Regions from separate parts of the Rattus norvegicus genome. Here regions 1 and 2 are each linked to region 3. Evidence: chromatin contacts called from public Hi-C data. All regions are on one chromosome and are shown on one strand. The core of a region is the stretch at or near the end of the contact, and the rest is flanking DNA. Distances in the headings are between cores, read along the strand shown.

Evidence for each region. Hi-C and Micro-C count contacts between places; a contact is called where the count stands out from the background.
Region 1: a contact with region 3 is called in a Hi-C map of liver, with 3 times the contacts expected there. The contact joins two enhancer-like sites. A contact is called at or near these places in 2 of 12 Hi-C or Micro-C datasets (Schwann cells and liver).
Region 2: a Hi-C map of liver shows a contact between it and region 3, with 4 times the contacts expected there. The contact joins two enhancer-like sites. A contact is called at or near these places in 2 of 12 Hi-C or Micro-C datasets (Schwann cells and liver).

Annotation. Positions count from the first base shown.
Region 1 is chr17:27,365,885-27,369,221 of GRCr8, forward strand. All of the region lies in intron 2 of Tpi1l2 (triosephosphate isomerase 1 like 2), which reads right to left. Among named protein-coding and RNA genes, the nearest start is that of Rreb1, 160 kb to the left of the region's middle. Within about 2 kb of position 1,552, at least 5 of the 93 cell types and tissues checked have an H3K27ac peak or open chromatin away from gene starts, as enhancers often do. A contact at or near this core is called in liver, where this site is marked.
Region 2 is chr17:27,344,261-27,347,866 of GRCr8, forward strand. The region is part of intron 2 of Tpi1l2 (triosephosphate isomerase 1 like 2); the gene reads right to left. Among named protein-coding and RNA genes, the nearest start is that of Rreb1, 140 kb to the left of the region's middle. Within about 2 kb of position 1,396, at least 3 of the 93 cell types and tissues checked have an H3K27ac peak or open chromatin away from gene starts, as enhancers often do. A contact at or near this core is called in liver, where this site is marked.
Region 3 is chr17:27,572,167-27,575,602 of GRCr8, forward strand. The region is part of intron 1 of Tpi1l2 (triosephosphate isomerase 1 like 2); the gene reads right to left. Among named protein-coding and RNA genes, the nearest start is that of Ly86, 120 kb to the right of the region's middle. Within about 2 kb of position 2,120, at least 10 of the 93 cell types and tissues checked have an H3K27ac peak or open chromatin away from gene starts, as enhancers often do. A contact at or near this core is called in liver, where this site is marked.

The DNA of each region.
Region 1 (3,337 bases), core at 302-2,801, 210 kb before region 3:
CCTGGCTGGGTGTGGTGGCGCATGCCTTTGATCGCAGCACTCAAGAGACAGCGACAGACAGCTCTGTGAGTTCAAAGTCAGCCTGGTCTAAATAGTGAATCCCAGGCCAACCAGGGCTGCATCGGGAGACCTCACCACTACCTAAACAACAAAACAACAGCACAGCTTGAACAAAAAGGTGTCATGTGAGGAGTGGCGTTCTTGGGGGGGGTGACTACCATTTCTGAACCAATCAGCATAAAGGACACACATTGCTCAATGGGTCCCGAGCCATAGTTGGATAGGAGCAAGGTGGCAGGGTGGCTTGAGAAAACAATGGTGCATTGTATGAAGCCTCTCAAGAAGGCATTTGGAATGGCTTCACTATAAGGAAATGGGCCGAGGGCCGGTTTAGCAAGTGCAGGATGTGAACTTGATCATCTCCGGCACCACAAAAAAGACAAAAGGATATGCTTATCCTAATTTAAATATCATAACACGTATATATGTATCAAACAGCATATGGTGCCCTATAAGTATGCACAGTCCTTATGTCTTAACAACTCACTTAAAAGTGAAAACTTAAAAAAAATGAATTGAACAAAAAGAACACGCTCTTGGCCTTTCTAATGTAGAGTGCCAGCCTCCACTGCAAACAGTGGCCCTTGAAAGAGCAAGCTTCGAGGAAGGACAGGCAGGGGGCGTTGTGAAGCCTGTCAAAACTGTGGGCCTTGTCCAAAGGGAAAAAGGACTGCCACTTGTTAGCAGTGCTCAGCACAGTGTGTCTGTCCTGTTTGGAAGTGTTCCCAAAAGGACTTGTGAGGTCTGTGGCATCAAGCACTTCACTTCATCAAGTGAGGAGGCGAGAGCTAGAAATGAGTATTGGGCAAGGGAGGGAGGCAAAGAGGGAGGGAGAGATGGGGGGAAGAGGGAGAGGGAGAGGGAGAGGGAGAGGGAGAGGGAGAGGGAGAGGGAGAGGGGAGGGAGAGGGAGAGGGAGAGGGAGAGGGAGAGGGAGAGGAGAGGGAGAGGGAGAGGAGAGGGAGCATGAGAACAACATGAGGTAGCATAACCATTCATATTCCCAGAGAGCAGCACTGCACAGACAATTCTAGAACAGTGAGCGGTTGGGACTTCAGTTCTGCGCAGTAGTCTAGAACCACAGATGGCTGGTTCTGGACAAAGTCACACTAAAACTTGGAGGAAGGTCACTTTCACTCAGAGCGAATGAGAGAAAGGCTGACTTGTAGCAGAAGGGAGCTGGTTTCAGAGGGTGGTTAATCCTTGTCCAGAGGAGACAGAATGTGCCCATCTTCTGAGGGCTCTCGGAAGCCTTCTTGCCCATGCTTCCTCCTACGCAGGGCTCAGCCCTCGCAGCTGGAATGCATCCTGCTGCTGGGGGCCACAGGTGCCACACACTTCTGGTTGTGCCACAAATTAATCCACAGGGTCAGGATTGTTGCTGGGGAACTCCAGCAGGCAGGGAATTCCAGTGGGTTGGAGACAAGTTGGTGTAAGTGTTGGCGCGGCGCGGCTCACCTGTTGTGTGATTAAGTCATGAGCTGCCGCTTGTTGTCTTTGGGATGAGGCCAGGCAGCATTTGTTCAAGGGAAGAACAAGGCTCTGTGTGCTGTGTGACTGTATCAATAGTCGCGGGCAAACAGATTCCGGCAGAAGAGAAGAATGGAAAGTGGGCGGTGCGGACAATGCAGCAGCTGTGTTGAAAGGTATCTCAGTCAAGAATGGGTTGGTGGCGAGGAACAAAGACCTTAGCCCGAGTAGAAATGGGATCGGTTTGATGGTGTCGGGGACTCTCAGGAAGCATGGAAGGAAGGTGAGGCTGACGTCATGGGAACTGGAGGCCTCTCTAGGAGCTCCTCACTCCCTGACCTGCTCTCTCACCCCTTGGGTATGTTCACCTCATTCCTCTTTCTTGACAGGATGAGTTTCCAAGGCTCCTCATCACTCAGGCCTGTCTGAGGACTGGGGTTGCCATGGTGCTCAGGAGTCTTCCAGCTTAAAAAGTCTTCCGATACTCCCAAGCAAGATACCTACCCAGTGTTCTCCAGTGATGGACCCAATATTTCCAGGAAGGCCTTTAATAGTCTTTATCAACGCACTCAGTATTCTCCAGTGAGGCACTCAGTACTCCCTGTCAAGATGGGCTCTATCAGGAATTCTTTGGAAATGTGTGTGTGTGTGTGTGTGTGTGTGTGTGTGTGTGTGTGTGTGTGTTTGTATGTGTGTATAGGTGGTATACCACAGGACAGGTGTCAAAGGACAACTTGTGGGGTTGATTCTCTTGCTCCACCACGTGGGTCCTGGGAATCGAACTTGGATCTTCAGACCTTGGTGGCAAGTTCCTTTACCTGCTGTCTCATCTTCTTGACCTTAAGGAAGTCTTAAGATGGGTGCTCCCATGGTTCTAATCATCTGGAGCCAGCAAATGTGGCCATAGGGCGAGCTTCCTGTCTCTGCCTCATTGTTGGGGGTAGGTTCTCTGAGAATGAGTAGGGTGGGAGTCAACATGGTAGATGGAGGGAATGACAGACACATGTATGAGCACTGACTGCTGGGTTGGGGTGGACACTGGTATTGATGGTATTTACCTGTACTGACTCTGGCCCCTGGGAAACACACTCTAGGAGGTCAGGATATGGTCTTGGCTTGGGGTAGTAGTGCTTTCTTTAGCCAGTGGTGCATTAAAGAGCCAATTGATACATAAAATGGCTGAGAAACATAAGGAATAGGTAAGATCAGAATCCTGGGCCTTTTAGGGGGCAGATGCTCCTGTGGGGGGCCCCTTGGAGAGGTAGTGATTAGATGGAGTGGGGTTAGGTTAGAGCTCGTGATTAGATGGAGTGGTGTTAGGTTAGACCTGGGGGAGCTCTCCCTGTAGCCAAGCAGGGAGTGATATAAGGCACTTTGGTAAGTTTCATTAATGTAGATGGCAGGGGAGAGGGCCAGGTGGCTTACGATGGCTCACAAGCTGTATTCTATAAAAAGGAAAGGCTGACTATACCCATCATTGACACTGGCTGGAAAGTGGACTCACAGTACAGAGAACAAGGGGCATGGGGTATACCTGAGGAGAGGGGTGGGGTATACCTGAGAGGAGGGGTGGGGTATACCTGAGAGGAGGGGTGGGGAAGATGGAGCTGGAGGGAGTAGCAGAGGGATGATGGGTACAAGATGGGACAACCTCTACCTTGTAAAATACAGATAATGAATGTCACAAAAGCACACGGGGAGACAAAAGAGAAGCATGTCAGACCACATGCACAGGGGCACTCATATCCACACATCCACATATGCACACACACACACACACACACACACACACACAAACACACACACTC
Region 2 (3,606 bases), core at 146-2,645, 230 kb before region 3:
TGCAGTGACACCATGCTGGATTGCTTTACTCAACCACCTACCCTACAGCCCTTTTTTCCCCTCCCTACAGGCATCAGTGCTGAACCTCACTTCTCAGTCCTGCTGCTGTTTGGAATCATGGGTATAAAAAGATTGCAGCCTTCTCTCTCTACCTGGCACAGGGGTCTCTCCACCTTTTATACTTCTCTGAAAAACTTGAGTAGTGGGGCTAGAGAGATGGCTCAGCAGTTAAGAGTGCTGGCAGCTCTTTCAGAGGACTGGGCTTTATTTCCCAGTACCCACATGGCAGCTCACAACTGTCTGTGACACCTGGTTCAGGACATCTGACACCCTCAAAAAGGCATGCATGCAGACATACTCCCCCTGCAAACAACAAGACCCATGAGTAGCCAGGTGTGGTGGTGCATGGCCTTATCTCAGAACTTGGGAGGCAAGGCAGAGGCAGAGGCAGAGGCAGAGGCAGAGGCAGAGGCAGAGGCAGAGGCAGAGGCAGAGAGGCAGAGGCAGAGAGGCAGAGGCAGAGGCAGAGAGGCAGAGGCAGAGAGGCAGAGGCAGAGAGGCAGAGGCAGAGAGGCAGAGGCAGAGAGGCAGAGGCAGAGGCAGAGAGGCAGAGGCAGAGAGGCAGAGGCAGAGAGGCAGAGGCAGAGAGGCAGAGGCAGAGAGGCAGAGGGAGAGAGGCAGAGGGAGAGAGGCAGAGGCAGAGGCAGAGAGGCAGAGGCAGAGGCAGAGGCAGAAGCAGAGGCAGAGAGGCAGAGAGGCAGAGAGGCAGAGAGGCAGAGAGGCAGAGAGGCAGAGAGGCAGAGAGGCAGAGAGGCAGAGAGGCAGAGAGGCAGAGAGGCAGAGAGGCAGAGAGGCAGAGGCAGAGGCAGAGGGATCCTTGTGAGTTCAAGGCTAGTATGGTCTACATAAGTGAGTTCCAGGACCAGAGCTACATAGTGAGACCATGTCTGAGAGATAGAGATAGGGGTAAGGGTAGGGGTAGGAAGAGGGGGAAGGAAAGGGAGAGGGAGAGAGAGAACACAGAGAGAGAACAGAGAGACAGAAACAAAGAGGAAATATGAGTACCACAGGTTGTGAGTACCACAGGTTGACTGAAAAAAAAAAGTGTAAAGAAGCCAGAAGATCAAACAGAAAAACACTTTGGTGGTGAGCCCTTTCCTTCTTCTGTTTTCCCACCCAGGTTCTGTCATATTATAATTACATGCAAATCCTCCTGGATTTTTAAATAAGGCACAAATTATGAGCTGAGTGACGGCTTCACAAATAAAGAATATATGGAGTGGAGAATTCTTGTCCCCAGCACGCACATAAAAAGCTATGTGGGTGAGAGGGGCTCACCCGTCTTCCCAGCTCTCCAGAGGCAAAGTCAGGTGAGGCCTGTCAACACTAGGTAGATCAGGGTTCAACTAGAGACCTGGCCTTGTGCAGAGTGATTGAGTAAGACACCTGATGTCAACCGCTGACTTCCAAACAAACCTGCACACAAGTGTACCCACTTACACTAAAATGTGCGTGTTCACATACACACACAGACCGAGAAACACCGATTGTGTGTGAATTGGAGCAGAGAGCTGATGTCATAGCAGTAGGTCTCTCTTATCAAGAATTTGTCCTCTGTGGTTTCTATCACCCACGGTCAATGGCATCATCATGGCAGGTTGAACGTCCTCCTGACGTCATTACAAGGAGTGGTGTAATAGTGTGTGACAACTCCCATGCCACTCACCTTACTTCATTCCTTAACATCATAAAAGAGCTGAGCATAGGACAGTTGGATGTTTTGGGGGAGGAAAGATACAAAGAAACGGTACATAGTATATTGCTACAATCTTAGTGTTCATCTTTTACTGTGCCTAGTGTATCAGTTACATTTTATAATTTAATTGTGTGAATGAGAGAATAGGGACTGGAGATAGACTGCATGCAAAAGAGGAACAATGTTCTTGCCGAGGACCCAGCTTCAGTGGCCAGCACCACAATTGGCAGCTCCCAGGTCCTTGTAACCCCACCGCAGAGAATCTGATGCCCTCTTCTGGCCTCCAGGGGGACTTGAACTCATGAGCTACGCCCACGCACAGATATACTCAACTACACGGAATATTTTTAGAAATTAAAAAAAAAAGTAAAAAGAGCGTATGTAGGTTTTATATATATATATGGCTCAGTACGATCCATAATTTCAGGATCCACCATGGGATTGATTGGGTTGTTAATTTGCATATTGTTTTTCAATGTAGAGTACATTATGGAGGTCTTCCTAGACCAATATATAGAGAGAATACTTACTCAAGGGTTTCATAGTAGCATATATGAAAACTGTGCTTATGTTTCTAGTCAACCCTAATTTGGAAGACTTGTTTATTTTTTTTGCAGTGTGGGGGGAAGTGCATCTGGGGTCTCCCATATGCTAGGCAGGTGCTCTATCACTAAGCTACACCCCCATGGCTTATTTGACAGACGTCCGGCCTGTTTCCAGGTGTTTCCCATCATCAGCAGAGCTGTGACCAGAGTGCATGCAAACAGCGAAGTCTCGGCTTCTGTAAAATGGTTATCTTGAGCTACGGTTGCTATGTGTACCCAATTTTAACACGTATTGGCAGTTTACCTTCCAAAGGGTAGAACGGTTTCCACGGCCGCCAGCACTAGAGGGTCACCTTGGTTACCTGGGGTCCTCTCCTGGGACTTGTTCCTCTCCATGCTAGTTCTCAGAGCTCTTTCACTCTCTTTTAATAACTGATCTGTGAGGTTAAAATGTCAGGGATGTCAGGGATGTCACCTTGCCAGTTGAAAGAAGACCACTTTCTTCGATAGAGTTTCTTCTAAAAAATAATTTTTTGATATCATCAAAACTCTTAAATTGTTTTTTATATCATCAAAACTCTTACTCTTTCTTGGAATGACTTTATTTTAGAAGTGCTGGGAATTGAACCTAGGGCCTCCTGCTTGAAGTCTCAGACTTCCATGGCAAGCGCTTTTACCTGTTATGTCCAGCTATTGTGGGTTTTTAAGTATATGATTCATTTTAAGTTTATTCTTCAGGGCTGGAGAGATGGCTCAGCGGTTTGGTTAAGAGCCCTGACTGCTCTTCCAGAGGTCCTGAGTTCAATTCCCAGCAACCACATGGTGGCTCACAACCATCTCTAATGGGACCTCTTCTGGTATGTTTCTGAAGACAGCTACAGTATACTCATATAAATAAAATTAAATAAATCTTTTTTAAAAAGTTTATTCTTCAGCTACTTATCTTTCGTTTAAACTTTTTTTAGTTTATTTGACTACTGAGAACTTGTAAATTCATAAATAACTTTAGTGAAGGAAACAACCATGTCTTAGTTCAGACCTTACTATGTAAGCCAGGCTGGCCTCAGACTCTCAGAGACCTGCCTGTTTCTACCTCCTGAGTGCTGGGATTAAAGGTGAGTGCCAGCACGCCTGACCGGTTTTACAACTTTTAAAATCATACTTAAACATCTAGGAAGGACATTTACTTTTTTTTTCTTGGTGCTTCACGGAGTGTAATTTTTTTCTTTTCTTTTTTATTGGATATTTTCTTTATTTACATTCCAAAACGTTATCCCCTTTCCCAGTCTTCCCCTCCCCCAAAAC
Region 3 (3,436 bases), core at 870-3,369:
TATTTGTCCTTTAATGGCTGTCATCGATCATCTAATTGTTCTTGCTTGCCTCAAAAGGCCCAACCCCCCCCCCCCTTTAACCTGTCAAGTGCAAACTATGTTACTTAAAATACCTGATTCCCATTCACCTCCTGACTCCATCAACAGACCAAATCTGAGAGTCTGGACTGCTTTAAGCAGAGCTAGAACTTTCTACACTGCTTGCCGCATTACTGTGCGAAAGCAAGAAGTCCTCAAAGTCTTCAGCCTACAGTGACAGGCTTCTTTGACAAGGAGCACCAAGCACCCACACCTAGTTCCTGTAATATTTTTATCCTCTAGACAGACAAATCAATGAGATACAGCTGGTCCAAGGTTTGTAAGCGTAAGCAAAACAGTCAATCTTGTGTTCCTTCCACCTTCTGAGGACCCAGCACCGTTCTGACCTCATCGTCCTAAAGCTATTCATTCACTTTAGAGTCAATTTCGATTTTGCTTTTAAGTACACTTTCATATTCTCCTCACCCTGCCCTTTGCCCTAGCATGGAAAGGTCAGCGTATATTTGGAGAGCCATGCTCCAGGACTCTACTGAAATCAAATTTATTTCTCTGGAACCCCAGATGTACAAGATGAACCCTATCCCAAAAGTTCACATTGCTGAGACTGAAAACCTCTGGTCTTCACAGCCATCCTAATTCCAGGTCATTCTCTAGTTTAAAAACCAAATGACTACATATATTTCATTTTGCTGATGGGGACTGATTCTTACAGTCGTGGTCTGCCTGTGAATATTATGGGGTGCAACAAGGACATGAAGACAATATGGTTATCTGGTATTGTTTTTGGCTAAGAATTTGTCTTCTTGGTTGTAGAAATACAAATTAGCCCAGTGACTATGGGAATTAGTATAAATCTCAAAAAATGAAAGCTAGAACTACCAAATGGGTTGGTTACACTAATCCTGAGTATGACCTAGAGGGATCAAACCATCACATGAAGTAGACTCTTGTACGCCCATCTTTGTGTACACTATTCACAGTAGCCATGCTATAAACCTAGCCTAGTACCTATCAAAGGTTAAAGGAGATGTGGAATATAGACACAACGAATCTCTATTCAGTCATAAAGAATGAAATTGTATCATCTGTAGAGAAAGGGGTGGGCATAAAGGTCATTGTACGAAATGAAATCCATTAGACTCAGAGTCAAATGCTACATGTTTTTTTTTTTTTCTTCATGTGAAGAATATAGAGATAAGTAGAAAGACACGAAAGAAAGGGGGGCATTTTAAAGACATTTGCACTACAGCTACAAATGTGACAGAAAGAACTACAGCTATAAATGTGACAGAAATAGCTTGCCAGGAGGTGGTTTCTTGATTTGTGGTTATCTCGTGCTACCCCATGATAACACAGAAGGCACAGAAGGACTCAGTCTACAAGGGTGGAGGAACTTGGCAGGGATCATTTATGCAGAGATGGCTTGGAAGCAGAGGGAGTGGAATCTGAACCAGAAACCTTCGAAGCCCTACTGCTGGAGTCTACTTCTGCCAGCCAGACCCCACTTCTTATGGGTCCACAGCCTCCTAGACCACAGCAGGGATGACTTGAATAGAGGAAGGTGGCCCATGGGACGGAGGAGAGGAGATGAGGCTTAGTGAGGTTGTAAATATGATTTGAGTACACTGTAAATGTATGATAACCTCATAATAAAATCCATTATCTGTATGAACGGTATATACTAATTTAAGGTCTTTAACACTTTGGTCTTGTCACATCATGAAGGGTGACTCTGAGGCATAAAGTAGTGTTGCTGGGACAATAAGGGATCACACTATGAGTGTGGCGGCCTGTGTCTCGGCTGTGGCTTCCACGGAGGCTTGCTGAGTATCTTCTGGAATGTTGCTTCTCTCTTAGGGTGGAGCAAAAGCACCTTTAGGACTTTGCTGGCTTAAACAGAACTTAGTCTAGAACAGGCCCACTCATGAATGAGTTTGGAAAGTTACTAAATCATAAGAAAGTAGGAAGGAGAAACCGCCAGAGCTCTGCCCTTCCACTGCCTGCTGCAGGCGTGCCCACCCCTAACATGTGCTTGCCGTGTGACCCACTTCCTTCCCTCTGCATGGGCTGCAAAGCTAGCTGTTGGGAAATGAGGAGGTCTGGCAGGCAGCAAGGCCAGCCAGGGGTGAGGCTCTGGGTGTGTGAAGATGGGCTGGCAGAGGCAGCTCTTTGGCATTTGTCCTCAAAATGAAGGCTAGGGATGAGCAGTGACTCAGTCGGTACTCTGCGCTCAGAGGCTCCACATTTGCACACTCAACCGACCGTGGATTGAAAATAACAAAACCTTGTCTGTGTACTAAACATGCGGTTATCTCTCGCCATCATTCATTAAGCAATGAAGAGGTGATCTGAAGCAAGTAAGTAGTCATGCTAGGTCATAGGAGGACACATCCCCAGCTTACGACGTGCTTGTGCATCTAATGCATTCTCTGCCTCTGGGGCCAGAAGAGGGCGCTGGATTCCCTGGACCCGGCATTATAGCCAATTATTAGCTGTCATGTGGGTGTACGGAATCCATCCAGAGTCCTCTGGAAGAGCAGCCAATGCTCTAAACCACTGAGCCATCTTTCCAGGCCTCCAACTACCGAAGTTCCAAACAGCCAATCAGCCTTTGTAGAATGCTAGCCTAGACATTGCTTCTTCCTGGGAGCTCTGGTTCACAGGGAAAACAGCACAACCTTTCCTCTTATTTTGTCTTTGCGTCATTTATACTGTTTTTGCTTGAGATAAGCTCTCCCTAAGTAGCTCAGGCCACTCTCAGTTACCAGGATTATGTGTGTCCATCTCTGTGTGAAGACTAAAGGGGCCAAGTTGGAAGTAGGCTCCACCGTCAGATTCCACATAGCACGCCGTTTTGAACAACTATCTAACCAAGGCATGTTCCCACCTAAAGAGGCCATACAGGGAGCACATAACCATTTACCAGTTAAGAGCCAACTTATGACCTGAACAAAAGAACTATCAGTCCAATCTCACCTAGGCCAAAGTTAAGCCGGGGGGCTCACTACCTCTCTGTGTCACTTCCTCATGGGTTGAACTTCTGCCACACTTTGTTGAAGAAAGACCTCAGAAGCCATTGGCTTTGCTCTAGACTGTAGTAAGCAAAGCCATGCAGATAATTCCATCAGCCTGCAAGTTTGCCTTTCCCTAGACTTGATAGGTGCCCACCTGGGCCAGGATTGCTTTAACACTGCATAGCACAAAGGCTTCTGGGAGCAGAACTACTTAGGAGGATTTCACAGACTCAAAGCCAACTCCTCAAAGATCATAGGATCCGTCGGGTCACAACTTCACCCGTGGCCTAAGGTGGTCACTTGAGTCACAGATGAAGACTATTTATAGGTAACAAACATGACTGGGAAATGCCAACACTCCAATGTGTTAACACTGCTGTCAC